2 separate regions of the Mus musculus genome follow, and region 2 is linked to region 1. Evidence: chromatin contacts called from public ChIA-PET data. All regions are on one chromosome and are shown on one strand. Each heading gives the region's core, a stretch centred on a gene start, on an enhancer-like site or on the middle of the called end of the contact. The rest is flanking DNA. Distances are from core to core; before and after follow the strand shown. Region 1 overlaps Gm36235 (a long non-coding RNA gene). Region 2 overlaps Lpin1 (lipin 1).

Region 1 (4,830 bases), core at 1,428-3,927:
CTCTCCGAGAGCAACAAGTGCTCCTAAATGCTAAGCAACTAAGCTACTTTTTGAAACAGGCCCTTTCACTGAACTTGAAACACATCAGTTCAGTTGGGCTAGCCGGGCAATGGGTTTCAGGGCTCCACCTGCTCTTCTTTCCCAGAACTGATATTACAAAAGTGTCTCTGAGCCTGGCTTTCTATGTTGGTGCTGGCGTCCAAACTCATTCTCTCATGCCAGCAGGACAAGCATCTCTCCAGCCTGTATTCTCCTTTTTTCTCTCCATGACATTCGCTCTGCATTTCGGTTTCTCTTCTGGTCATGCAAGGAAGGTGGGAGCCCTATAAACTTGACGCACAACGATAAGCTTGACGCAGGACGGCTGACCAACCTGCTTTCACCCCAATGTGATTTCTGACTTTACCTAGCTTGTCCAAAGACTGACGCTTCCATCTATCTCCTCATTCTTAGGCTAACTTCATAAAGTGGCAACAGGAGCTCTTGTAACAGTTAACACTAACGCGCTTTCCTCAGTGTGGGGGATAAAGAATCTCTCTTCCTTTTTCTCTTGCTGCATAGGGAAAGAGCCACACTCATCTTTATTCCCACACAGTGAGCTTGCCTTAGGCGATTCCGGTTGGGGAGGAGTGTCTCCTTTCGGTGAAATCTGAGCAAGCTGGGTGGGAAGGAGAGGGCACAGGGCATGAACTGGGGATGCAAGTGGGTTGTAATGGCAGGCTTTGCGACTTTCTCCCTGCACATAGTAAATTAATTCAGTCATTAAAGCTGAGTTTTGGAAACAAAGCTAAGTTAGGAAGGAGAAAGCCATGGCATACCAGGGTCCTCCTGCCTGTGTGCACTCCTGTGAGAACCACCGTAGCCAAGTCCTGGCTTCATCAGGAGACACGGAGAAATGTCCAAATGCCAATCTACAGCTCCAGAGACATCTGCGGCAGAGCCTTCTCGCCAGTGTCCTGGTGAGGAAACTGAATAGTGCAAGCTGGAGAAAGTCAAACAGGCCTCCAAGAGGCAATTCTTGGGGCTTTCTGGCTCCCTTCCTGCAATCTGCTAGGTCTTCCCTAAGTGTGGCAGCTGCTTCCACTGTCTGCAGCCTTTGCTGTCAGTGATTCATCAGCAGACAACTTGCTAATTTTTTGTCTGGAACCTCTTGAAGTATAATAAGCAGGGTTATTTAAAATAATAATAATAATGATAATAACAATACAAAGGCCAGGTAGAAGGCTCATGGACTGCTCAGACCAATCTGAGTGCTTCTTTTCTCTCCATATGGAGGAAAGATTCTTCATACCCCAGATAATATGTTAAATTAGTAGAAATCATTCTTTTTAGCAATTATTGTCTAGAGCTGAGTAAGATGTGGATATTAATTGATGCAGCTTTTCTTTCATATACTATTTTTGCATTGTGGATACATTCTTGCAAATAATGAGGCAATTTTGCCTGGTTGAAAGAGCCTTTTTAAAAAGCACAATTTAAGGATTTAAAGGATGATTTCATGTGAGGACTTGGGCAAGGAGAAACACAAGGCACATGAAGACAGTGTTCTTTTGTTGGCTGTTTGGGTAGCGGGTGCACGTTTGAGGTCCTGTGTTGTTATGCAGGAAAGGGTGGGAACTCTCCTCCACCCTTCCCCTTCCTGCCCCACACTAGCTGAACAGGCATGAGAAGGTCAGGGCTACTCATTCCAAAAGCTAGCAGAGACCAGGGTTTGCAAATCAGTGCTGCCCAGCAGGCCTGGTGTGACTACAAGCTTGGCTTAAGCCAGCTACACAGTCAAAACTATACCAAAAAGAGGCAGAAGGAGATGACGTAGTAACATGTTAATTGGCAGAGGTAAACAGCTCAGTCTCTGAAAGCAAAATTCAGAAGAGGAGAGCATAGCTCTCTGGTAGAGAATTTGCCTAGCAGGTATCCTGGGGCTGAAATGTAGCAGTTAATAATTAATATAACTGTATGCTTGTGTGAATTACTTCCCAGGAAAGCTGATACAATGGGATTAGCCACCCAACCCCCCCTCAGCACTTCCTTCAGAAGTGACCACCTCAAGCCTGCTCAGAGACTGAGTGTCAGAGGCAGGTGGGAGGTGGGGGCTTAAGTACACACTTTTGTACACACTTCCTACTATACTCTCTTTGGGGTGGGGGATGGGCTGTAACATCTCAGGATCTCAGCACAGTTAAGGATAGGAAAGAAGAGCATTTGATAATAGTTATCTCTGAGGGACAGTCTGTCTAGATGGCTTCTCAGGAGGTCTAGAAATGTCCTGCACAAACTTGTGACTTGTTTGTGAAGTCTTCCTTGGGGAAGAGCCCCTGTACATTAAACCTTAAATGCACTTAAGATAGGAAGCTCTGTGAAGGTCTTTCCTGCTGGCGAGATCAGTAGATAACTACCCACGAATGAAAAATCTCGAGAAACATGTTACAGGAAGTATGTGGATAAAGAAATGCCATGCAAACTTGCAAAGGAGATCTAAAATCGAAATTAGAAGATGGAGAGGCGCAAAAGCAATCAGAGGCTTGGTGGCTGGTGGAAGGCTTCAGAGTGTAAGACCCAGAGGCTGAAAAGAGGAAGGAACTAGCCAGCTCAAAGCCACAAGTCAGAATGAAGCCACCAGAGCAGATGTTAGACCCTGGTTTTCTGGTGTGAAAGACAGGTGTCACACTGTCTGTCTGGGCTTTATGTCTAAACATAAGAATACAGATCAGAGAGAGATCTTTGCTGATTCAACCTTGTGCCTTGGCATGTAGATGCCACCCATCCCTCCCCTGGTGACTACTTCCACATAAGGTATCTGGTTTGAGGTTCACCAATAATAATTCTCCAGGGCCACTAGTCTTAAGTCAGTGGGTCCCAGAGTTGTCAAAAGAACTATCAATAGTCCAAGGAAAAGAAAACAGATGACAGGGCTTGGAAATATTTTAACTGTCCTCTGTAAATGGTGGTTTCACATATGCAGGGGCAAATATAGCATGGCAGCCATGGTTTGCTTTATATCAAAAACTTTCTTTGGTTTTGTAGGGCTTGGGATTCTCTTTTCAAACTTGTTCTGCTCTGGAAATGCCACTCCTCTTGTTTGGCCATGATGTGCTTTCCTCCTCTCCTTCCTGTTAGGTATTGCATTAAGACAAAAGGAATTTAATGCCCAATTCTCCATCTCTAGCTCTGTGACTGACTTTAGGGGAAGCTCAGCCTGGGCAGGTACTACATCTCCACCCCAACGGAAAGAATCAGCCTCAAGACCTTTCTATCCAATCACGATGTTCTTCCCAAGGACAGGAGTCCTGCATGGCTGTCTATGCAGTAATGAAGAACAAGAGCCAAGGCTCATGTATTGGGGAAGTCACAGACTTTGTGGCTGGAGACCCAGAATGGTATCCAGGGGAATTGGGAAGGTTCCTTTAACTATCTAAAGAACACATTCCTCATTTTCAAAATTAAAGCAATGGAGCCTTCTCAGGATGTTGCTTTGAAAAATGTATAGAATATCTTGTTAACCCCTGGACCACAGAAGAATTCAATACATACTAGTTAGCATTTTTATAGACAGAGCTCATGTGGCATACAGCAGAGTCATCACACAGCACCTATCCGATCTCTAAAAGGATAGATGCATTTAAACCCTATTCAAATTCAACAAGTTTACTTACAATTTCTTTTAACTTCAGCAAACAATGAAGCTGTTATTATTTCTATGTTAGATGTGAGAGAATGAGGGTTAAATGGTATAATTGAAACAATTATTTTCTGGATAATGTATTGGGTATCTTTGACCATTAAGGAGAGTATATAATTACGTTCTTACAGTGTTACTAGAAGGCAACACTGAAGTTGAAAACAATATGGTGTCCTACACCTTCAGTGTCTGTGAAGCTTCAAGACTATTATACTTCCTGGCAGTATGTTCCAGAAGGTATGTTCTGTCCTGTCCATGTAGCATATAGTGTCCTGATGCTGTATTATGAGTCTTTTTAACAACTCAACAACCCATTTCACAGGGAAAGGGAGTGAGGTCCAGAGTCAGAGTACTACTTCAGTCCCACAAGGCTGGTGAGCTTCAATCAAGATCCAATCCCAGACCAGGGTGTCTGCAGTGCTCTGTTGTTCTCCACAACATCACACCACCTCCCACGGTTTCCAGAAATAGAATTAGTAAGCTCAGCATGACTCATGGTCTTCCTCGCCACAAAGTCATCTCAAAAATCTTTGGCTTGGAAACAACTTTGAAGGGTAACACGTCAAGCAAGGATCCTCCCTCCGCTATAGTGAGAGAATTTCTCTTGTGACATCCATCAAGAAACCAGAGGGCACTGGGACACATGCAGGCACACAGAGTTGAATTCATAGAGGGACGCTCACCAAGGTGGGAATGGCATTTAAGTCTACTGATTCGGACCTCACTCGCCACACAGCTAATGGTGCTAAGGCCCAGAGACATTTGTTAGGTATCTTAGAAGTATGCTTTGAATAGCATAGACCCATGTTATTGAGAAGAATGTTCTAGGGCAGAGATGCCAGATCCCAGGGCTACAACTGAAGAACTGAAAAAAAAAATCACACCACCAAACCACAGGACATTCAGCCTCAAAGATTCATTGCTAAACCTCCAACTCACTGTGGCAAGATCTTTTCCTTCCACACTGCTCGCAAACAATTGAAAAGACATGCTCTCAAGTTGTTGCCTCTTTCCTTTCTGTCCAGTCTCCTTGACAAAATGGAACGATCAACTCCAAAGCCTGAATCAGTGAGAGAGCGAGCAATAATCTTAGCCTCTTTTTCATGTCTAACCCTGTAAAGGGGGTATTCTAGTTTTATTTCTGTCACTGT
Region 2 (5,468 bases), core at 2,937-5,436, 560 kb before region 1:
GGTCCTTAGCCTTGAAGTGACGTTTAGATGCAGGGACATTGCTGCTGTGGGGCTCTGACATCACCGAGGACTGGCAAAGGGATGCTGCCCTCCGTTTAATCCACACTGCTGGATTCAGGCGCTCCTGCTTCCCTGGAATGCCTTTCCCCTTGTCCCGGAGCTCCATGTGAACCTGAGAACGGAACTGCAGCTCCTCTGGGCACAAGTGACCTTCCCGAAGTTCTGCCAAGAACCTAGGGAGGGCAAAGACCCTGTTTTCTTGTGGGACAGGCTCACCCCTGCTAGGGAGAAAACTGGTTGCTTCTTGGGTGGCAGACAGATCCTGGGCATGATAATGGTTTGTGGCCTCTAAAGGACCATAGTTTTAAGTGTCATGGTGGGTGGAGGATAGGTTGTTAACTTGCCAAGCTGTTTGGGGATGTGGATATAGTCAAGCCAGCTAAGCAACATGGTGGCTATGGTGTCCTTGGGCTAGCCTACCGGATGCTGTATGTTTACTTGTAGTTTAGAATGGAAGTGAGTGTACCCTGGGACTGTGGCATGCGCTGCCATCCTTGTCAGACACCTGTCTTGGTTCCAGTTTGCTCAGGGTCATCTTGAGAATAAGGCAGCCGCAAGTCATAAGCTAGGGCTGAGCTATCATGCTTGATCCTAGCTGGGACTGACTGGAAATGCTCATCTACCAGAGGATAGGGTCTACTTGCTTAGAGATCAGACCTTCCATTAGGTACCAAATACTTAGCCATATATATGTATATGTGTGTGTGTGTGTGTATATGTGTGTGTGTGTGTGTATGTGTGTATATATATATATATATAATGCTTATGTTTATGTATATATGTGTATATAAGTACATATATGTATATAAGTATATATTTATAAGCATATAAGTATATGTAAGTATATATATATGCATGTGTGAATGTATGTATATATATAAATATGTATATGTATGTAGTTTTATATTAGACATGTTGTTTTAATTTCTTTTCCTATTGTTGTAATAAAATGCCCTGACAAAAGCAACATGCATGCACACATGCACACAAACACAAGTACAAAAAAACCTTTGCAAAAAAATCAAATTAACTTAAAAGATTTTATTCGACCCACATTTCACAGAGTAATCCATTTAAAAACATTAATGAGATATTTTAAATATTGTTTTCATAATAAACCTTTTAGGTCAGTGATCCATTCTTTGGACCCAGCAGACAACTATCTACACCTCTCTAAGATGCCTGGAACCTCATGTGTTCTTGTCCTGGTTCAGGGAGATGATCCCAAAGAAGAGAAGACATACTGACTTAGGAAGAAAACAGAGCACCGTCTTTAGACGCTGTTAATTGATTGATGAAACCTATTCTTCATTAATCTGAAGAATGTAAAAGGAATGTTTAGGACAGCCCAGGGAGGGACTCACTGTCTCTCTTGTTCTCCTTGTGAGTCCAGGATACTGATGGCATCAGATTATGTGACTGTTGTCACATGGATTGAACATAAGGATACATAGATTCTTACGTCGTCCACACTTGGAATAATGTGTTTTATAGGAAACGAGAGAGAGAGAGAGAGAGAGAGAGAGAGCGCCCATGTCTGAGTCTGTAGATCATGGAGTTTGATTCTATGCTGAGGTTCAACCAGACATGTGTGGTCTTGCCTTGGCTGAAGGCACAAGGATCAAATGGGAAATGGGTCTTGGCAGCTTCCTATCTTTGCATCCCAGGAAGTTCATGCTGATGGTGTAGGGAGGTAGCTCAGGTTAGTGGGTGCTTGCTTAGCACGCATGATGCCCTGGATTCATTCCCTGTCAGGGTGGAAAACCGGGCAGTTCAAGGTCGTCCTCAGCTACAAAGCTGGTTTGAGGCAGCCTGGGTAGCAGGAGACGAGCGCAAGAGAAAGGTCACGTTGATTTCCTACGGATTTCAAGGTAGCTGGCCTTTTGCTGGTGCTGGGTGACAGCCAAACGTTTCCATTTCTTAGAGTCGTTGTGCTGAGAGCCACAAGCAGTGGTAGAACATTTCGTTTAACTGACTGTGACATTTTCCCCCCCTTTCTTTTTGCTGTGTGTCCGTCCGGTGCCTCCAGCAGCCTGGTAGATTGCCAGAGGACTCCCCCTCACCTGGCCGAGGGAGTTCTCTCTAGCTCTTGTCCTCTGCAGTCTTGCCACTTCCATGCTTCGGAAAGGTAGACCTGTTTTTACAGAAGCTGTGATCTAATTCTAACTCCAATCACTTGCAATGAAAATTAACTCGCAGGATATAAAACAAATTTTGATCTAACACTTAAAATCAGTTGTGCTCACTAACCAACTTACTTATGAAAAAATACTTCCTTTCGTTTTAAGTTGTAAGTAGGCGATTAGACATGTTTATTTTAAAGATGTATTTACTTTGATATGCTTGAATGTGTGCCTGCATCATGTATGTCTGTGTACCACATGCATGCAGTGCCTGAGGAGGCCAGAAGAGGGCGGTGGGTCCCCCCAGAACTGAAGTTGGGAAGGATGGAGAGCTACCTTGTGGGTGCACTGGGAATTTAACCTAGAACCTCTGGAAGAGGAGCATGAGGTTTTTTTGTTTGTTTGTTTGTTTTTCCCGAGACAGGGTTTCTCTGTATAGCCCTGGCTGTCCTGGAACTCACTTTGTAGACCAGGCTGGCCTCGAACTCAGAAATCCGCCTGCCTCTGCCTCCGGAGAGGGCTGGGATCAAAGGCGTGCACCACCACGCCTGGTGAGCATGCATTCTTAAGCAATGAGCCCTGATTAGGCTTGCTTAGAATTCCTCAGATGGTCTGTCCTAGGTGCTGCTTGACTCTGTGAGTGGCCTTGAAAATCCGGACAAGGAGCTGGAGACTGAGAGACCATGTTTTCTGTGGTGGGGCAATTGACAGACAAGTCTCTGAGCTAATTTTAGAGCACCACTTTAGAATAGCCACTTACTATAAATATTTAAACAGCCTATTAGGCTTTCTGTATAATGGGTTCCCACAATCTCCACGGCATTTCTAGAGCAGAATTTAGAAGAACGGCTTAGGACCAGTCTTGGGGCATGGGCTTGTGTTTTTATCAGGGCCTCCCCCACATCCCCTCGGTATTGTTAATTTTGTGGACATTTCCTCATCTACTTTTGAAACTTTATAATCAAAGTAAGCACTGATTAATTTCTGTCTGGGGATCATAACTGTTACAATTTTATTTGACTTAAAATTTAAAAATTGATTTTACATTTAATTATAAGTACTGACTCCCCCTCTTCAAAGCACATATGTGCGCATTCATGTAGGTGGCTGTGTGCTTGTGTAAGTGACGTCTACAAGTGGACACTGGGTTCCCTAGAGTGGGAGTTAGAGGCAGCTGTGAGCAGCCTGTATGGGTACCGGGAATTCCAGTCCTCTGTAAGAACTGTTAACTCTCCTTAGTGTTCCACCTTCCCAGCTACCTCTCCAGTTCCCGTGTGGTGTGTATGGTGTAGGGTTCTATTGTAGAAGCTCTTTTTGTGTGTGTGTCTTGTCTGTATGGTGTAGGGTTCTATCGTAGAAGCTCTCACAATATGATTTACCAGGAGCCTCCTCCCCAGTCAGGCTAGACCATGAGGGTTGCCCTATGGTAGTGTGCTTTCATTGGGAAGATCAGTGGTCAGCGGGTGCCAAGGGAAGGGGGAAGCCCTTTGTGCCTCACTGTAAAACGAGGGTCAAAGAGCCTGAGGTCTGGCTTTATGGAAGCACCATACAAGGCCAGGCTAGCTATGTAGAAAATCTCTCAAATAGATACAAGTTCACTTGGCCACGGAGTTGTGTGCACTACGGGGCTCTTCTTTAACCAACAGGAAGTGCCATCTTGAGTTGGCAATGGGACTCAGATAAGTGAGATTTGGCACAGCCAGGGGAACGGATAGGGGCTGTAGAGAAGCCATTTCCTGCTTTGTGTGAAAGGGCTGCTATGTTCCTCTTGAGGGAAGTGGTGTGGGAGAATAAAAAGAAAGAGAACTATGACATTTCTTCCGGCCTTGTAGCTTGGTGTCTGTGAGAATCGTGGGTCTGCATTGATACTTTTGGCCCGTTAATTTGGCCGAACAGACATGAGACTTGGTTCAAATGTTAGAAGTAAAAATGTGTGCCGTGGAATGGAGGCGCGTCACTGTCACTTAGGAGCAGCACAGTGAGGTGACACAGAAAGCCTTTGTTTGATAGGTTCCTGGAGACAGCTGCCTGGTGATCCAGTGTAGTGAAGTTGGCACACAGGGTGTTTTCCTTGTTCTCAAAGCCAGTGTCTAAACCTGGGATACAGTGTCAGCTGGTCAGGACCCCTTTGCACCTGCTGGAGAGCTGGTGCTTGCTAGGAAAGTGAGAGCACGGGTGAGAAGCCTGTGTGTGACAAAGGACAGCAGTTTGTACCCAAGAACCCTTCCCCACTTTTGCTCTCTTTGCCCCTCTGATTGTTTCGCCTCTTCATCTCTGTCCTCCCCTGTCCTCCTCCTCTTCTCCGTCCTCCTCCTTCTCTCCTCCTCCTTTCTTTAGTTTATTGAGAATTTCCATTTCTGATTCTATCCCCCTCACCTCTCAAGTTATAGCTCCTTTTACTGTCCTTCAGTTTGGCTACAAGGCTGGCCACCTTGTTACCTTGTTAGAGGTGGTAAACAGTGACCTCTAGTGGCCAAAGGAAGGCTTGTCAGAGGGAACGGCCCCAGGGACGTATCTTCTGGGTTACTAGAACCTTTGACTCTGAGACAAAACCAAAGGTTTTTTATTTTTTACTTTGTTGTTTTGCTGCTGTTGTTGTTGTTTTCTGATTTTCCCCCCATTCAAATCATGGTTTTGTGTTTCCTTAAGTCCTTCAGGCTCCCGGCCCTCAACACCAAAAAGTGACTCTGAGCTGGTCAGTAAGTCTGCAGACAGGTTGACGCCAAAGAATAACCTGGAAATGCTCTGGCTGTGGGGTGAATTGCCACAGGCTGCAAAGGTAAGCCTTTGAATCTCAGTGTTACGGTGCATCGAGGGTGTGTAAGTTAGCTCCATCTGTGTGGAATTACCATCCCAGCTTTGTAAAGGGATGGACTCCCGGGGTGCTGACTCAGCAAGTGTGCCTCTGGGCAGGGTGTGGCTGTGTATTTTGAACAAAAGAACCTACACTGTATATCGCAAATATAATATAAAATATATATTAAATATAAAAATGCAAAGTCAGTAAAGAAGATAACGCAGCTTGTGTACAGACCCTAGCTTCTTTGCAGCCTTACTTCCCCAAGGCCCATGGTGGTTAGAGAGGTATCATGTCGTAGGAATGGAGCGGTGCAATCTGAGCCCCTTGGAAGAAATGCTGTTATCTAGGAAGGCTAGGCTCTCCTGTAGAGAGAAGCCACTGGGGCTGAGATGGGGGTGTGTGCGGTGTAAGGACGAGAAGAAGCCAGTGGACCGCAGTGTGCGAAGCTTGCAGCTCATCAGTGGGGAATAGTTCTAACATCTAGT

Evidence for each region. ChIA-PET counts read pairs in DNA pulled down with a chosen protein or histone mark.
Region 2: a contact with region 1 is called in an RNA polymerase II ChIA-PET map of memory CD8 T cells, with 7 read pairs. The contact joins two enhancer-like sites. A contact is called at or near these places in 2 of 115 datasets of contacts at active chromatin or transcription factors (large pre-B cells and memory CD8 T cells) and 1 of 9 other capture datasets (adipose tissue).

The regions. Positions count from the first base shown.
Region 1 is chr12:16,006,223-16,011,052 of GRCm38.p6, reverse strand. Gm36235 (a long non-coding RNA gene) reads left to right here. Exons shown (of 8, transcript XR_872507.1): 2 at 3,811-3,916. Among named protein-coding and RNA genes, the nearest start is that of Gm36235, 6.9 kb to the left of the region's middle. Within about 2 kb of position 2,677, at least 112 of the 459 cell types and tissues checked have an H3K27ac peak or open chromatin away from gene starts, as enhancers often do. A contact at or near this core is called in adipose tissue and memory CD8 T cells, where this site is marked.
Region 2 is chr12:16,567,884-16,573,351 of GRCm38.p6, reverse strand. It overlaps Lpin1 (lipin 1), which reads left to right. Exons shown (of 21, transcript NM_015763.4): 6 at 2,090-2,188; 7 at 4,833-4,962. Among named protein-coding and RNA genes, the nearest start is that of Lpin1, 19 kb to the left of the region's middle. Within about 2 kb of position 4,186, at least 73 of the 459 cell types and tissues checked have an H3K27ac peak or open chromatin away from gene starts, as enhancers often do. A contact at or near this core is called in adipose tissue and memory CD8 T cells, where this site is marked.